Linked DNA regions of Sus scrofa: all the other regions are linked to region 3. The links are chromatin contacts, called in public Hi-C and HiChIP or PLAC-seq maps. All regions are on one chromosome and are shown on one strand. Each heading gives the region's core, a stretch centred on a gene start, on an enhancer-like site or on the middle of the called end of the contact. The rest is flanking DNA. Distances are from core to core; before and after follow the strand shown. Region 1 overlaps XCR1 (X-C motif chemokine receptor 1). Region 2 holds the start of CCR3 (C-C motif chemokine receptor 3). Region 3 holds the start of CCR5 (chemokine (C-C motif) receptor 5). Region 4 holds the start of XCR1 (X-C motif chemokine receptor 1).

Evidence for each region. Hi-C and Micro-C count contacts between places; a contact is called where the count stands out from the background. HiChIP or PLAC-seq counts read pairs in DNA pulled down with a chosen protein or histone mark.
Region 1: a contact with region 3 is called in a Hi-C map of embryonic fibroblasts, with 2.1 times the contacts expected there. The contact joins the enhancer-like site here to the promoter of CCR5 in region 3. A contact is called at or near these places in 1 of 5 promoter capture datasets (fetal skeletal muscle), 3 of 47 Hi-C or Micro-C datasets (embryonic fibroblasts, fibroblasts and mesenteric adipose tissue) and 1 of 2 datasets of contacts at active chromatin or transcription factors (alveolar macrophages).
Region 2: a contact with region 3 is called in an H3K27ac HiChIP or PLAC-seq map of alveolar macrophages. The contact joins the promoter of CCR3 here to the promoter of CCR5 in region 3. A contact is called at or near these places in 1 of 5 promoter capture datasets (fetal liver) and 1 of 2 datasets of contacts at active chromatin or transcription factors (alveolar macrophages).
Region 4: an H3K27ac HiChIP or PLAC-seq map of alveolar macrophages shows a contact between it and region 3, with 7 times the contacts expected there. The contact joins the promoter of XCR1 here to the promoter of CCR5 in region 3. A contact is called at or near these places in 1 of 5 promoter capture datasets (skeletal muscle) and 1 of 2 datasets of contacts at active chromatin or transcription factors (alveolar macrophages).

Annotation. Positions count from the first base shown.
Region 1 is chr13:29,188,960-29,192,337 of Sscrofa11.1, reverse strand. XCR1 (X-C motif chemokine receptor 1) reads left to right here. Exons shown (of 4, transcript NM_001001622.1): 2 at 2,179-2,317. Among named protein-coding and RNA genes, the nearest start is that of XCR1, 43 kb to the left of the region's middle. Within about 2 kb of position 1,512, at least 13 of the 83 cell types and tissues checked have an H3K27ac peak or open chromatin away from gene starts, as enhancers often do. A contact at or near this core is called in alveolar macrophages and embryonic fibroblasts, where this site is marked.
Region 2 is chr13:29,250,659-29,253,937 of Sscrofa11.1, reverse strand. CCR3 (C-C motif chemokine receptor 3) reads right to left here and starts at 1,978. Exons shown (of 3, transcript NM_001001620.1): 1 at 1,757-1,978; 2 at 1,461-1,620.
Region 3 is chr13:29,381,320-29,384,762 of Sscrofa11.1, reverse strand. CCR5 (chemokine (C-C motif) receptor 5) reads right to left here and starts at 1,427. Exons shown (of 2, transcript NM_001001618.1): 1 at 1,353-1,427.
Region 4 is chr13:29,232,134-29,235,697 of Sscrofa11.1, reverse strand. XCR1 (X-C motif chemokine receptor 1) reads left to right here and starts at 1,896. Exons shown (of 4, transcript NM_001001622.1): 1 at 1,896-2,138. It overlaps CCR1 (C-C motif chemokine receptor 1), which reads left to right and starts at 1,836. Exons shown (of 2, transcript NM_001001621.1): 1 at 1,836-2,138.

The DNA.
Region 1 (3,378 bases), core at 263-2,762, 190 kb after region 3:
GACCTAGCCAAAAGTCAATACATTTTGGAGGACTTATTGAATGATGTAATTTAAAATCTGGAAGATATGATATTATGATATTATAAAGAAGGCATATATTTATATTGTCAATCAACTAAAAATTTCAGAAACTGTACATTGTAAAAAATAAATATACAGAGATAGAGAAAGGTAGGGAGAGGGAGACAGGTGGATAGATAACCTCATGGGCCAGATATAAAACCAACCAAAAATTGTCATGGTTTTCTGTACTTGACGAAGTCCAAAAAAAGACCCACTTGACCTTGACATTGGAACATTCCTCACTGCAGATCCCAACATAATACCTGCTTCTGCAGGAAATAATATTTACATCATTTTTGTACTTTAAATACTGTTAGTCCACTGGTTTTTAATAATCAGAATTAACTTACTGACAAAACATGGAGAGATAACTTACTAAACAGAATGCATATATTATAAACCTTGACAATGTTAAAGAGGTGATATAGCTGAGAGAAGGTGGGAAATAGGAGAGAAGAGGAACATTACTTTCCTAACTTACATAGTGGAGAATCACGAATCACTAGCTAAATGATTAATTTGCTTCAATAGAGATTGAACATGATGTAAAATCATAAAGTTAACCATCAAAGGAAATAAAAATACTTATCAATGATTTGGAGGTGGGAGAAGGAGGTCATTAATTGAATAAGCTACTCTTTGGTCACAATGGAAAGTCTATAAATAGTGCTTCAACCTGATACATGAAGACATAGGTGTAGGAGGTTATAGAGCAATATCAATCAAGGCAAATACCAGAAGAAACAGAAACAATCAAAATCAAACAAGAAAATCAAATCCTTCTAAAGATACCTTTTCTAGAAGGAAAACTAGGAAAAGATTGAGGAAGAAGATTTACTTTTTATTGCCTTCTCTACTATTTGAATTTTTATTTCCAGACACCTATATTTTACTGATTAAAAAACAAAGTAAGAAAAAACATTAAAAGATTTTAAAGTAATGTGTATCTTGAGTCAAAAAAAGATTGCATAGGTGATTTTCCCCTCTGTTTTCTAATTATATTGTAACAGTTTTTGTTGTTTCCATAATGGAAAAGTCATAAGGAAGACAGAGAAATGATTAACACATTATGTTTATCACATGGTGGTTAGAAGTTGTAGGAAATGAGAATGACTAAGCAAACAAATTCATCTGGAACATTTGTTTGTTTGTTTTTCCTGGCACATGGAAGTTCTGGAGCCAGGATACAAACCTGAGCCAGAGCTGCAACATATGCCCCAGCTGCAGCAATGTGGGATCCCTCACCTTCTGCCCCACAGCAGGAACTTCTCATCTGGAATATTTGTGGGATGATCCTACAATAACCATGACAGCCAGGCTAGCTGTGTGACCTTGGGAAAGTTACTTAACCTCTCTGGACTTTGATTTCCACCTCTGAAACATAGAGGAGTTAGCTTTAGAATTCTGAGGCTCTTTTCAGCTCCCACAGCTATGAGTCTCTGAGTTTCTAGCTGCTGTGAGCATTACCATTGAAATCATGTGATCCAGGCAATCTTGACCACAAAAATGTCTGGGTTCTATTTTCCATCCTTGTTGAGGGGCTGAACAAGACTTCCACTTGAAATCTGAATTTGTGAGGTGCTTCAAACCTCACGTTTCTCTAAAAGAATTGCAATTGTTCATTCCAACATAAGAGAAAGCCCACGTAGATTAACCCTGGGGGGTCACAAAGAAAAAAAGACCTCACCCACTGAGAGCCATGGATGTGCCCCTGGCCCTGCCCAAGCCCTCAAAGAAACCTTTGTTCATTTGGCCTGTGGCCTGCAAGAAAGGAGTAAGTCATCTCTATTTTGCAAGAAAAGAGGAAGTGTGTGGAAAGAGATAACCACAGCAAAAACTGCTACATCAAACCCAGAGGTGTCATTAAGCATGGGGAAATTGTGCACCACCAGGAAACCAGAAGGGTATACATCCCAATGCCTGTATGGTTACACAATATCTCTCCATGTCTTGACTAGGATATGGGCATTCTATCCAAAAGGAAGATCTACGGGTAGTAGGTTATTAACAACAATAGCAACAAAACAGAAACAGAGAACAGAAACCTTGTGGTGAGGTCAGATAACAAATGGCAATCCATTTGCTTTTTTTTTTTTTTTTTTTGTCTTTTTTTAGGGCCGCACCCACAGCATATGGAAGTTCACAGCAATGTGGAATCCAAGCCATGTCTGAGAACAGCTCACAGGAATGCTGGATCCATAACCCACTGAGTGAAGCCAGGGACTGAACCCATGTCCTCATGGATGCTAGTCAGGTTTGTTAACTGCTGAGCCATGACAGGAACTCCTCATTTGCTTTTCTTAATTACAGTGTCTGAAATTGTGCGGTCAAGTTTAGAACAGTGAGGGGCAATAACTAAGGAATATCCATAAGTTCTTAGTAGAGAGTCTACAATCTTGCCATAAGACATGTGGCCCCCAGAGCAGCAGCAGCATCCCTGGGAAGCTTTTAGATTTGCAGAATCATAGGCCCCAAGCTAGACCTGCTGAGTCAAGAATGGCCTTTTACCAAAATCTACAGGTGACATATTTGGGCATTGAAGTTCGAGAGGCACTTGTGTACAAATCTGTGAAGTCCACACATCTACCTGCATGAAAAATTGAGGATTTCATCATGCACAAGGTTGAGTACCTAAGCCCACAACAACCCTTCAAAGAAGATGTTTCTGTTGTTTTTAATACAAAGGATACAAAATTAATACACAGAAAATTGATTGCATTTCTATATACTAACAATGAAAGATCAGAAATAGAAATTAGGGAAACAATCCCATTTACCATCACATCAAAAATAATAAAATACTAGGAATAAACCTACCTAAAGAGACAAAAAGACCTGTACTCTGAAAACTATAAAATGCTGAAGAAAGAAATCAAAGATGACAAAAACAGATGCAAAGATATACCATGCTCTTGGATTGTAAGAATCAATATTGTCAAAATGACTCTACTACCCCAGGCAATCTACAGATTCAACACAATCTCTATCAAATTACCAATGGCGTGTTTCACAGAACTAGAACAAAATTTTTTTTGTATGGAAGTGTAAAAGGCCTGGAATAGCCAAAGCAATCCTGAGAAATAAAAATGGAGTGGGAGAAATCAGGCTCCCCAGCTTCAGACTATACTACAAAGCTACAGTCATTAAAACAGTATGGTATTGGGATAAAAACAAAAATATAGATCAGTGTAACCAGATAGAAAGCCCAGAATTAAACCCACACACCTATGGTCAATTAGTCCGTGACAAAGGAGGCGAGAATATATAATGGAGAAAAGACAGTGTCTTCAATAAATGTTACTGAGAGAACTAGAC
Region 2 (3,279 bases), core at 729-3,228, 130 kb after region 3:
CTGGAGTTTAAAATAACTTAAAATTGCTCTGCCTTATGGGAGCTCCCTGGTGGCCTAGTGGTTAAGGATACGGCATTGTTACTGCAGTGGCACAGGTTTCATTGCTTGCCCAGGAACTTTTGCATGCCGTGGGTGCAGCTAAAAAAAGTAGGGGTGGGGTAGGGGGAGCTTTGCCTTAGATCAGTGGTCCTCAAGCTTTTCAGCCTTAGGAACTTTTATTTCTAAGGCATAATTACAAACACCAAAGAACCTTTGTTTTTGTTTTTTTTTTTTTTTTTTGTTTCTTTTTACGGCCGCACCTGTGGCATATGGAAGTTCCCCATGCTAGGGGTCGGATTGAAGCTGCAGCTGCTGGCCTACACCTCAGCCACAGCAACACCAAATCTGAGCTGCATCTGCGACCTGTGCCCCAGCTTGTGGCAATGCCATATCCTTAACCCGTGAGCGAGGTCAGGGATTGAATCTGCATTCACGGACACTGTCAGGTTCTTAAACCACTGAGCCACAACAGAAACTCCAAAGAACCTTTGTTTTTTGTGGATGACATTTATAGTAGTAAAAGTTGAAACTGAGACCTTTTAAAAATTTAGTTGTTTACTTAAAATAACTGTAATAAAATTGTTGCATCTTATCATAAATAATACTTTCATAAAACAATTATATTTTCCAAAACAAAAATATTTTAGTGAGAAAAGTGGCTGGATCCCCACAGCTGCATCTGTATCCAGTGTGCTGTGATGTGTTGGTTTGATTGAAATCTGTGAAGGAAAACCAGCCTCACACAGATGCATAGTTGGATGAAGGAAGACAATGGGGACCCCTTGGATGGATTTTTGGGGACCCCCAGGACTCCTTGGACCTTACCTTGAGAACTGCTAGGCACATAATAATTGCCCTTGTTGGAGTTCCCGTCGTGGCGCAGTGGTTAACGAATCCGACTAGGAAACATGAGGTTGCGGGTTCGGTCCCTGCCCTTGCTCAGTGGGTTAACGATCCGGCGTTGCCGTGAGCTGTGGTGTAGGTCGCAGACGTGGCTCAGATCCTGCGTTGCTGTGGCTCTGGCGTAGGCCAGTGGCTACAGCTCTGATTCAACCCCTAGCCTGGGAACCTCCATATGCTGTGAGAGCGGCCCACGAAATAGCAAAAAAAAAAAAAAAAAAAAAAAGAATGTATACCTGGATGTGTAACTAGGTCGCCATGCTGTACAGTAGGAAAAAAAAAATAATGATGTATTGGGGAAATAAAGACATAAATTAAAAAAAATAATAATAATCCTAAAAAAAAATAATTGCCCTTGTTACAAAAGACAAATGATGAAAAATAACATAGAGTGAAGAATTGGACTCTCTCTCCCCCAGGCACCCAGTTCTCTCACCAGACACCACAAATACTAGATGTCCATTGCACCTCCTTCCAGAGACAAGGCACCTTCACAACCCGTGCCTCTCCAGTTTACCTGCCTGTAGAATCCTGCTCTTGAACACTGACTTTGCCCATTCACTCCAGCCTGAGGGGCTTTGTACCAATGCAGAAGTTGGCACAGTATTCCCTTGACCAGTCCCCATAGCATAAGGAACATGCTTGTAACTTGTGTCTTCTGCCAGATGAGTAGGATAATCCCTAGAAGTAGAATTGGCACTGAAGTGGCACCCATTTAGAATTCTGAAGTATGGGGTAAAATGACCACCCTCCACAGAGGGGGACCAATTCCACTCCCACCAGCAACAGGTAGGTGTGACTTCCTCCTTGGACTTACCAACTCAGTGTGGGAACCAGATGTGAGGTCAGAGGTCTGACTGCAGGACCCAAGGCACCCCTACTAAGCTTCAGCGTGGGTCTCAGAGGCCACCGTTTATCTGGGCAGCACAGTGAGTGTGCACCCTCCGTCCAGTAACGAGTCAACCAATGTATGCTGAAAGGGGCTGGGGTGCATAAGGCTGTTTATACACCCATTTCCTGCCCCTGGTCCTGACAGACTCAACTCATGTCTCTAGTGTCAGATTAACTGTCAATATCGCTGCACAACACTTGGGGCCCCACCCACCTTCCTCTGGGCATCTCTTGAACCCAGATTGCTATGTCACAGGACTGTGATCTTCTAGACCAGGGTGTCTCATAATGTGATGTGCAAACAAATCCCTGGGGGAGCTGGTAAAAATTCAGATTCTCTTTCAGTGGGCCTGCTATGGGGCCTGAGAGTCTGCATTTCTTTTCTTTATTTTTCTTTTTCCTTTTATGTCTACACCTGTGGCATATCGAAGTTCCTGGGCTAGGGGTCCAAGCGGCACTGCAGCTGCCAGCCTACGCCACAGCCACAGCAATGCCGTATCCAAGCCGAGTCTTCAACCTACACCATAGCTCATGGCAACGCTGGATCCTTAACCCACTGAGTGAGGCCAGGGATCAAACCTGCATTGATTAAGAACCCGATTCTAGTCGGGTTCTTAACCCACTGACTGAGCCACAACGGGAACTCTTTTTTATTTTTTTTTAATCAAATAATTGATTCACGGTGTCATGTTCATTTCAGGTGTACAGCATGGTGATTCAGTTATATGTACAAATATATAATATTCCATTGTGTATATATACCACATCTTCTCTCTTTTTTTTTTTTTTTGGTCTTTTTAGGGCCACACCCATGGCATATGGAACTTACCAGGCTAGGGCTTGAATCAGAGCTGCAGCTGCCAGGCTACACCACAGCAACACCAGATTGGAGCCAAGTCTGCGGGCTACACCACAGATCACGGCAAAACTGGATCCTTAACCCCCAAGTGAGGGCAGGGATTGAACCTGTGTCCTCATGGATACTCCTCAGATTTGTTACCACTGAGCCACAAAGGGAACTCCTTATACCACATCTTCTTTATCCATTCATCTGTCGGTGGACATTCAGGTGACTTCCATGTCTTGACTCTTATAAATAGTGCTCCAGTAAACATGGGGATGCACGTATATTTTTGAGTTATAGTTTTCTCTAGATATATGCCCTGGAGTGGGATTGCTGGATCATATGTAATTCTACTTTTAAGACTTTTGTTTGTTCGTCTTGTCTTTTTGGGAGTGCACCTGTGGCACATGGCAGTTCCCAGGCTAGGGGTCAAATTGGAACTACACCATAGCCACAGCAACATGGGATCTGAGCCACTTCTGCAACCAACACCATAGCTCACAGCAGCTCTGGATCCTTAACCCACTGGGGGAGGCCAGGGATGGAACCATTGCCCTCATGGATACTAGTCGGGTTCATTACCACTGAACCACAATGGGAACTCC
Region 3 (3,443 bases), core at 178-2,677:
TCTCTGCTCACTGGGTGGAGAACGTCACCTCAGCAGATGAAATCGGTTGTTACACAACCACGTGAGTGAATGAAGCTGTGATGACAATGTCCAGGATCTGACACTGTTTTACAGTCTGTTCTGAAGTTGCCGTTCCCTGGAGTAGGCTTTCACAGAGCACTATCACACGTGTGTTGGAAAGAATGAACAGTTCCCGGGGCACTCTGCATGCCGAGCACTTTTCTGAGCTTCACTTCCACTCACTCAGTGAATCCCCAAGGTGACCCAGCGAAGCAGGTCATGTTATTGTCCTGTTTTGCAAATAAGGCCCTCAGAGCACAGAGAGGATGAGTAGCCCCCGCAAAAACACATAGCGAGGCCACACCTGGTTTTGAACTCAGGCAGCCTGCACTCTTCATCGCTGTGGTCCCCTGTCTTTCACTCCTTGGTGAGAGAACTAAAAGCGGGACCATCAGTCTGGCGCCTCGATGTAGTCAGAATGAAACAGGCAGATGCCCAAGACTTCGAGACGGTCATAGGAGCCAGCAGCTAGCTGTAAAGTCCAGGCTGCCATTCTCAGTTTCTCTGAAGTTTCTTCTATGATTGAGAGCTCCCAAACACACCCCAGAAACGGCCAAGTGGCCAACGTTCCATCTCCCATCCTGCATCCTGGGATAGATAGCTCAGTCCCTTCGCAACCCACTGATTGGCTTGGTCTGTTTGAAGTTCCACTGCTTGCCTGAGAACTCTCTGTGATTAATCCTGGTGAGTCCTGAGATCCCGGTCCCTCAGACTAGGTGGCTGAGAGAAGCACATGGAAAAATCTCACATTCAAATTCTGAGCCAGAAAGAGAATCACTCATGAAATGTGCTGAAAAACTTGATTTGATATTTGTAATTTGATACTAATTTGGCAATTTTCAGGCTTCCTTCTTGGCAAAAAAAAAAAAAAAAAGAAAGAAAGAATGAGACTTAGATCATCTTGGGCACACGTTCAGAGGGCATCCCCTGAAGGAGGTTTTAGTTCTCTTCACCATTCTTACCAGGAGACAATTTCCCAAGGTTTTGGCCGGGAATCATCCTCTCCCTGAAAATCTTTCTTCTGAAAAATGAGGGTTTTTGTTTTTGTTTTTAGGTAGCATTGTTCCCTATAAAGTCTTTCATTCATAATCATGTTTTGTATCTTTTGATGTTATCACAGTCTGAAACTCATTCTAAATTCTAACTTTTTCCTTATCTTAAAGATTACATTTTAAGATAGTTCAATGGGCACCTGGTGTTTCTCTAATGTCTCCTCTGGTTTCCTGTAAAGGCCTTTACTCATCACACAAACCGAGCGAAGTAATAGACAGAGTGGCTGAGAGGTGACTTACCGGGAGAGATTCTTGAAGGGGAACGGATGTCTCAGCTCCTCTGACCAGCTGAGCTGTGCAAATCAAACATATAGACAGCATAAAAGTAGGAAATGCACAGTTTCTTCTGAGACGGGGGGCGGAGTTTTAGCGAATAAGTGTGTTGCAGCACACAAAAATACCCATCAGAGAATAGCCCCCTCCTTTTTTTTTTTTTTTTAAAAGCAGAGCCTTAAATAGACTAGAAAATCTCTGGTCTGAAAGTTTATTCACGAGTTTCCCTGATTACACAATTTCTTTTTGGTTCTCAGTTCATCCTGCGACACAGTCAGTTAGAAAACAGAAAGAATGGAAAGATATTAGAGTGAGATGAATATTCATTTCCATTTGGTCAAGAGCCCTAGTTTTACTGAAAGGAACTGTTGTCCAAGAGGCAGGTGATGTGTATAAGACCACAGGGCTTATCGGGGGAGGCTAGTGGGATGAGAGATGCTGACTCCCTTACTGTTTGTCTTCCAGGAGAGCCAGTTAGAACCAATTTTAAAGTGAAGGGAACACCTCACATTCATCCAGTGCACCCCTTTATCTGCCATCCTGCCATCCCCCCTTGGCTACCACAACTCACATGCATATACTCACCACCCAGTATTGTTTTCCTCTGCAGACTAAAATAACTGGTTGCTTCAGGGTTTTAACTCACCTGTGAGCTAATCATGTGGCCCATCTTCCTCTGGATCAAGCATCCTGGTGCATGTCATTATGAATTTTCACTCTTCCTAATCACCATTTTTGCAGCCCTTCAGGTCAGCAGGCATTTGTGGGTGTCTGTCCTCTCCCAGGGATATAGGCAGCAGAGTTCCTCACTCCAAGGGTACAGTCTTTCTGGAATTTCTTTCTTTTTTTTTTTTTTTACAGCCACAGCTGTGATACCTGGAATTTCTGTGAGAATTTTTCCACATGAAACAGGCAACAAACAGCAGATGAATAGGGTCGGTTCAGGATTCTTCTTCAGTCCTAAATGCGGTCATACCAAGCTTTCTTGGCGTGGTTGGTTACTTATCTGAAAACTTTGGGACTGTTTGTTGACTGCAGAACTGAGAACCTAGCAGAGAGCCAGCCCTGAGCCACAAGAGCGCCCCCTGGGGGCTTCTCTTTCCTCTGCCACAGAATAAGAAGCACTGGCTTGTGATCTGAGGGGACCCCAGACCTGTGGATATTGCCAACACAGGATAGAGCAAGTGGCCTCTTGCTGTCAGATTGCCTGGGCTCCAAGCCCGGCGCTGCCCTCAGCTTTCTTATCTGTGGGATGTGACCATTGATAGTTACCTCATGGGTTTGTTGGGAGGATTCCAACCTGGGTTTGTTGCCTGGAATTTAGCATATAATACACACTCGATAAACACAGATTCTTAGTTACTCACTGGTCCTTTCTTAGATTTATTATATAAAATTCTTATGAAATTGGTTCCCTGGGGTCCTTGTCTGGAGCAGATTAGTGTCGTCAAGCTGGAAGCTGAGAGGGAGAAGCTAATGTCTGGTGCTTACAGAAGAGGGGGACATGACTGCTGGGGAAAGCCAGAAACACACAGAAAAAGCCAGGAGCTTGTAATCACAGTCGGGACAGTGAGTCATGATGGAAATGTTCCAGTCATCCCTGGATGTGTGACTCAAGAGGCAGCGATTGAGAACTGGACTCTAGTCAGGCGTCTGGATTGAACCCCCAGCTTCACTCATTATGACTTGGTTTGAACAAGTTACTGAAACTCTCCAGGCCTTAGTTTGCTTACCTGTAAAATGGGCAAAAAATAAAAAAACCCAAAAAACAAACAAAAAAAACACCCCACAAACCTAACTCAATAGATCTGTGGTGAAGATCAAATGACAGAATGAGTGTAGTGCTTTTCCTAGGTGCCTGCCCTTTGTGGGCTAGTTAAGCAGGGACAGAGTACAAAGTATGCTTGAGGAAGAATGTGAAAAGAGTACAAAACTGGTAGCAAACAAGGGAATATAAAATTTCACAGGAGGTAGGTAACATAAATATAGTTTGGGCTGGCAGAAGAGAAGCCTTGTGTTCACTGGTGATAGACTGGTAGAGCCCTCAGATGCTGATGG
Region 4 (3,564 bases), core at 647-3,146, 150 kb after region 3:
AATATCATCATATGGGATCATCTTTCTCTTTCTGATTTACTTCACTTAGTGTGATAATCTCTAGGTTCATCCATGTTGTTGCAAATGACATTATTTCATTCTTTTTATGGCTGAGTAGTGTTCCATTGTCTATATGTACCGTATCTTCTTTATCCATTCATCAGTCGGTGGACATTAGGTTGTTTCCATCTCTTGGCTGTTGTGAATAGTGCTGCTGTGAATAGGGACATCATTTCAAAGTATAGTTTTGTCTGCATACATGCCCAAGAGTGGGATTGCTGGATCCTATGGTAACTCCATCCTTAGTTTTCTGAGGAACCTCCATACTGTTCTCCACTATGGCACCAATTTACATTTCCACCAGCAGTGTAGGAGGGTTCCCTTTTCTCAGTACTCTCTCTGGCATTTGTTATTTGTAGATTTTTTTTTTTTTAATGATGGCCATTCTGACCAGTGCGAGGTACCTAGTTTTGGTTTGCATTTCTCTAATAATTAATAATAATAATCTTTTAATGTGACCGTTGTGGCCATCTGTATAAGACAGATATTTTTAATGTCTCAAGCAGCATGCCAAATCATTCATTCAGATGGATGTGGTTGTGTGTGTGGGGGGTGTATCTCTTCCTTTAATCTTCCTATAAAGTGGTATTATTAGCCTCATTTCACAGAAGAGGAAAGAGACGTTCAAACTCAAGAGAGTAAATAAATAACACACCTAAAGTCAGTAAAAGGTAGACCTGAGATCTGAGTACAGGCCTGGCTGGTTTGCGAGGCTGGTCCCTGTTGCTCCCCTCAGGCCCTGCTTTCTGCACCAGGTGGCAAGTTCCAGGCGCATCCAGAGCTGTCTGTTCATCTAGTTACCTTCTTCCTCCTGCTCCACCATCTCTCATGGATGGGTTGCTAACGAGGGAAACCCAGCCCCGGAAGACTGATGGAGTGTTCCCCTGACTGGCACATGGCACCTGTGTACAGCTGTCATTTTACAGATGAGGAGCTGAACCTTGGAGGTATGAGTGACATTTTCAAAACACATTTGCATTTGTGATTTCTGAAAGAGGTGCTTGGCAGCAGTCCTGTGGGGAAGTTTCCAGAGCCCCCATTTTATAGAAAAGGAAATGGAAACGCAGAGGGATGTGAGTACAGCCGCAGAGCGGGTGTTGATAGCTGTGGCGCAAATCGTAAGAAGCCTCCTCCAGCCCACATTTTTCCTGGTACCAGGAAGTCTGTGACACTTTCCCATACAGGCTGACCTTATGAGTTCTTGGAGTGTAAGTATTTAGTGTGATTTTTTAGTGTGTTTTAGTGGGATCCAAGACTTAAAAAGACTTAGAGATCCACCCATGTCTCAAGCAGAAAGCTGGAATTTGAATGTGGCCCGGGTTGGACTGCTGCATAACAGCAAGAGTGCAGCATTGAAAGCGACAGCTGAAACCCAAGCAACAGACCTGTGTTCCCTCCAGGCCAGAGGCTTCTTGAGATAACCCCACTCTGTGGGGTTTGTGTGGCAGAGACCAGGGAGCTGAGAGAGGGACGGTGAGCAGTCACTGGCACAGGCAAGTAGAGGGTGCCAAAGAGAAGTGGTCTCTTGCCTCTCTGGGGCTGTATGCACGAGATCATTTTGAGGAACAGGACCCAAAGTTCCTGTTTAAATCCTTCTATTTGCAATCTTAAAAAAAAAAAAAAAAAAAAAAAAGACTACTCATTGAGGGCAAAAGCTGTGTGCCCTGCCCCCACGGCACACACACTCCCACCCTGCAATTGCTTCACAAGTTCTGGGAAAATCTCATCACCACCCACCTAGCCCTGCTCAACTCCACCCAACCCCACCGCCCAATCCCCTTAAGGCAGAGCTCCCCAGGGAGAAGTGCAGCTGAGTGAGCAGAAAAAAATCTCAGAGTGAACTTGGCCTTCAGGAACTGACCACTGGTGGGTGCCGTGGCCATTCTTGGACATCCAACAGTACAAAGAAGAACGTCCCCTTCTTGTTGTTCTCAAAGACTGAGACCTGGCGTCTATCTTTATTATCGTACAGGAAGCTAAGAACCTCTGACTCAATCAGGACCTTGAACCTTGAGTTCACAGAGACTCTAAAAGCTCCAGAAACAAAGACTTCGTGGACACAGTCCCTCAAAATCAAAGTAAGTGGCACTTGTCTTCCTGCCTTGTCAGTTACTGTTGAGGGCACTTTGTTTGCATGCAGCCAGGTTGAACCGTAGTCCTCCCATTGCAGATCATGACTTGTTTACCTGTCTGTCTCCTCAAAGGTGGGGAATTTTTCAAGGGCCAGTCAAATGTCTAAGTAACCCCCGATGCCTCTGTGAGGCAATGCATTGTATAGTAATAATGAAGATGGGTGCGTTTATAAGACTGGGTGCTCAGCAGTGAAATAGGGTAGGTTTTGTTGGCTTTTGGAGGATTTTGGTTGCTTGTTTTTTACTAAAAACAGAATGCTTTCTTGAACGATCGGTTGTTGCTGGCTGATTAAGAAAGTCAGCCCAGTGTTAAGGAACAGGAGGCACTTTCTGTAGAAAGCTAGTCAAGAGGAAATTGCTTGCCAAATTTCCCCCATGTAAACAAACCCAAACATGGTGTAAGCAGAAATTGTAGCAAGAAGGAAATATTAATTAGGAAAAACATTGCAGATGCAGGGATGAATTGATACTGAGTCAACTTCTTAAGAAGACTAGAACCAAGGATCCTCAAAATTAGGACTGTGGGCTATCTTTGGAGCAGGTAGAATTTCACCCACCATAAGGCAGGGAGCTGGTCAGGTGACTTCTTAAGATGCATTCATTCTGTTTTAAAAGAGGCAGGTCAAAATTTTGTTCTGAAGATGCAGGGCCAATGGGGGTACTTGGAGGTATCTACTTCAACCTTCCCTCCATAAAATCTAGGGGGTCCCAGACTTTCAGAACTAGAAATTCCCAGTTTGCATCCACTCACTGACCCTTTAGTCCCCATTCTGGCAGGACAACTCTAGGCTGTTCAGACTTCGGGGCATTGGGCTGCTATAAATGTTTAACAGCTGACTCTCCTGAAGTAAAGTGCCTTAACTTCTGGTGTTTGCCAATTTCCATGTGCAAATATTCCTGTTGGTTGAATTCATGCTACCAATGCACATTGAATGCAGAGCTGGTAGAGAGATACATGCTATTGTGTATCTTATGAGTTAGTATAAGCCAGCCAGCTCCTGCACACTGCCAGGCTGGATGTCTTCTACCATCCCAGACTGTCCTTTCTCTTTTCACAGAGAGACTTCACCAACTCCCAGACAAAAAGATGCTGGCCCTGGAAGGGGTCAAGCTCCAAGGCTACAGCTGACCCCTGGTATAATGCCCTTGGGCAGACTTTTGTTGCAGACTAAAGCAGGGCTGGCAGATGTCATGGCGCTGTCCTTTGGTCTCTCCTCCAAGGCCCCACTCCAGCCAATCTCCCTTTAAGAGCATCATACCCTGGAGCTATTGCCTGGTACCTGACAAGTTGGGAAAATAGTGAATGGAGTTGGGGGTGGGGGTGAAGGCAACTCAAATGGCACCTGACAGTGCTGACTCTCTTTGCCTTCAC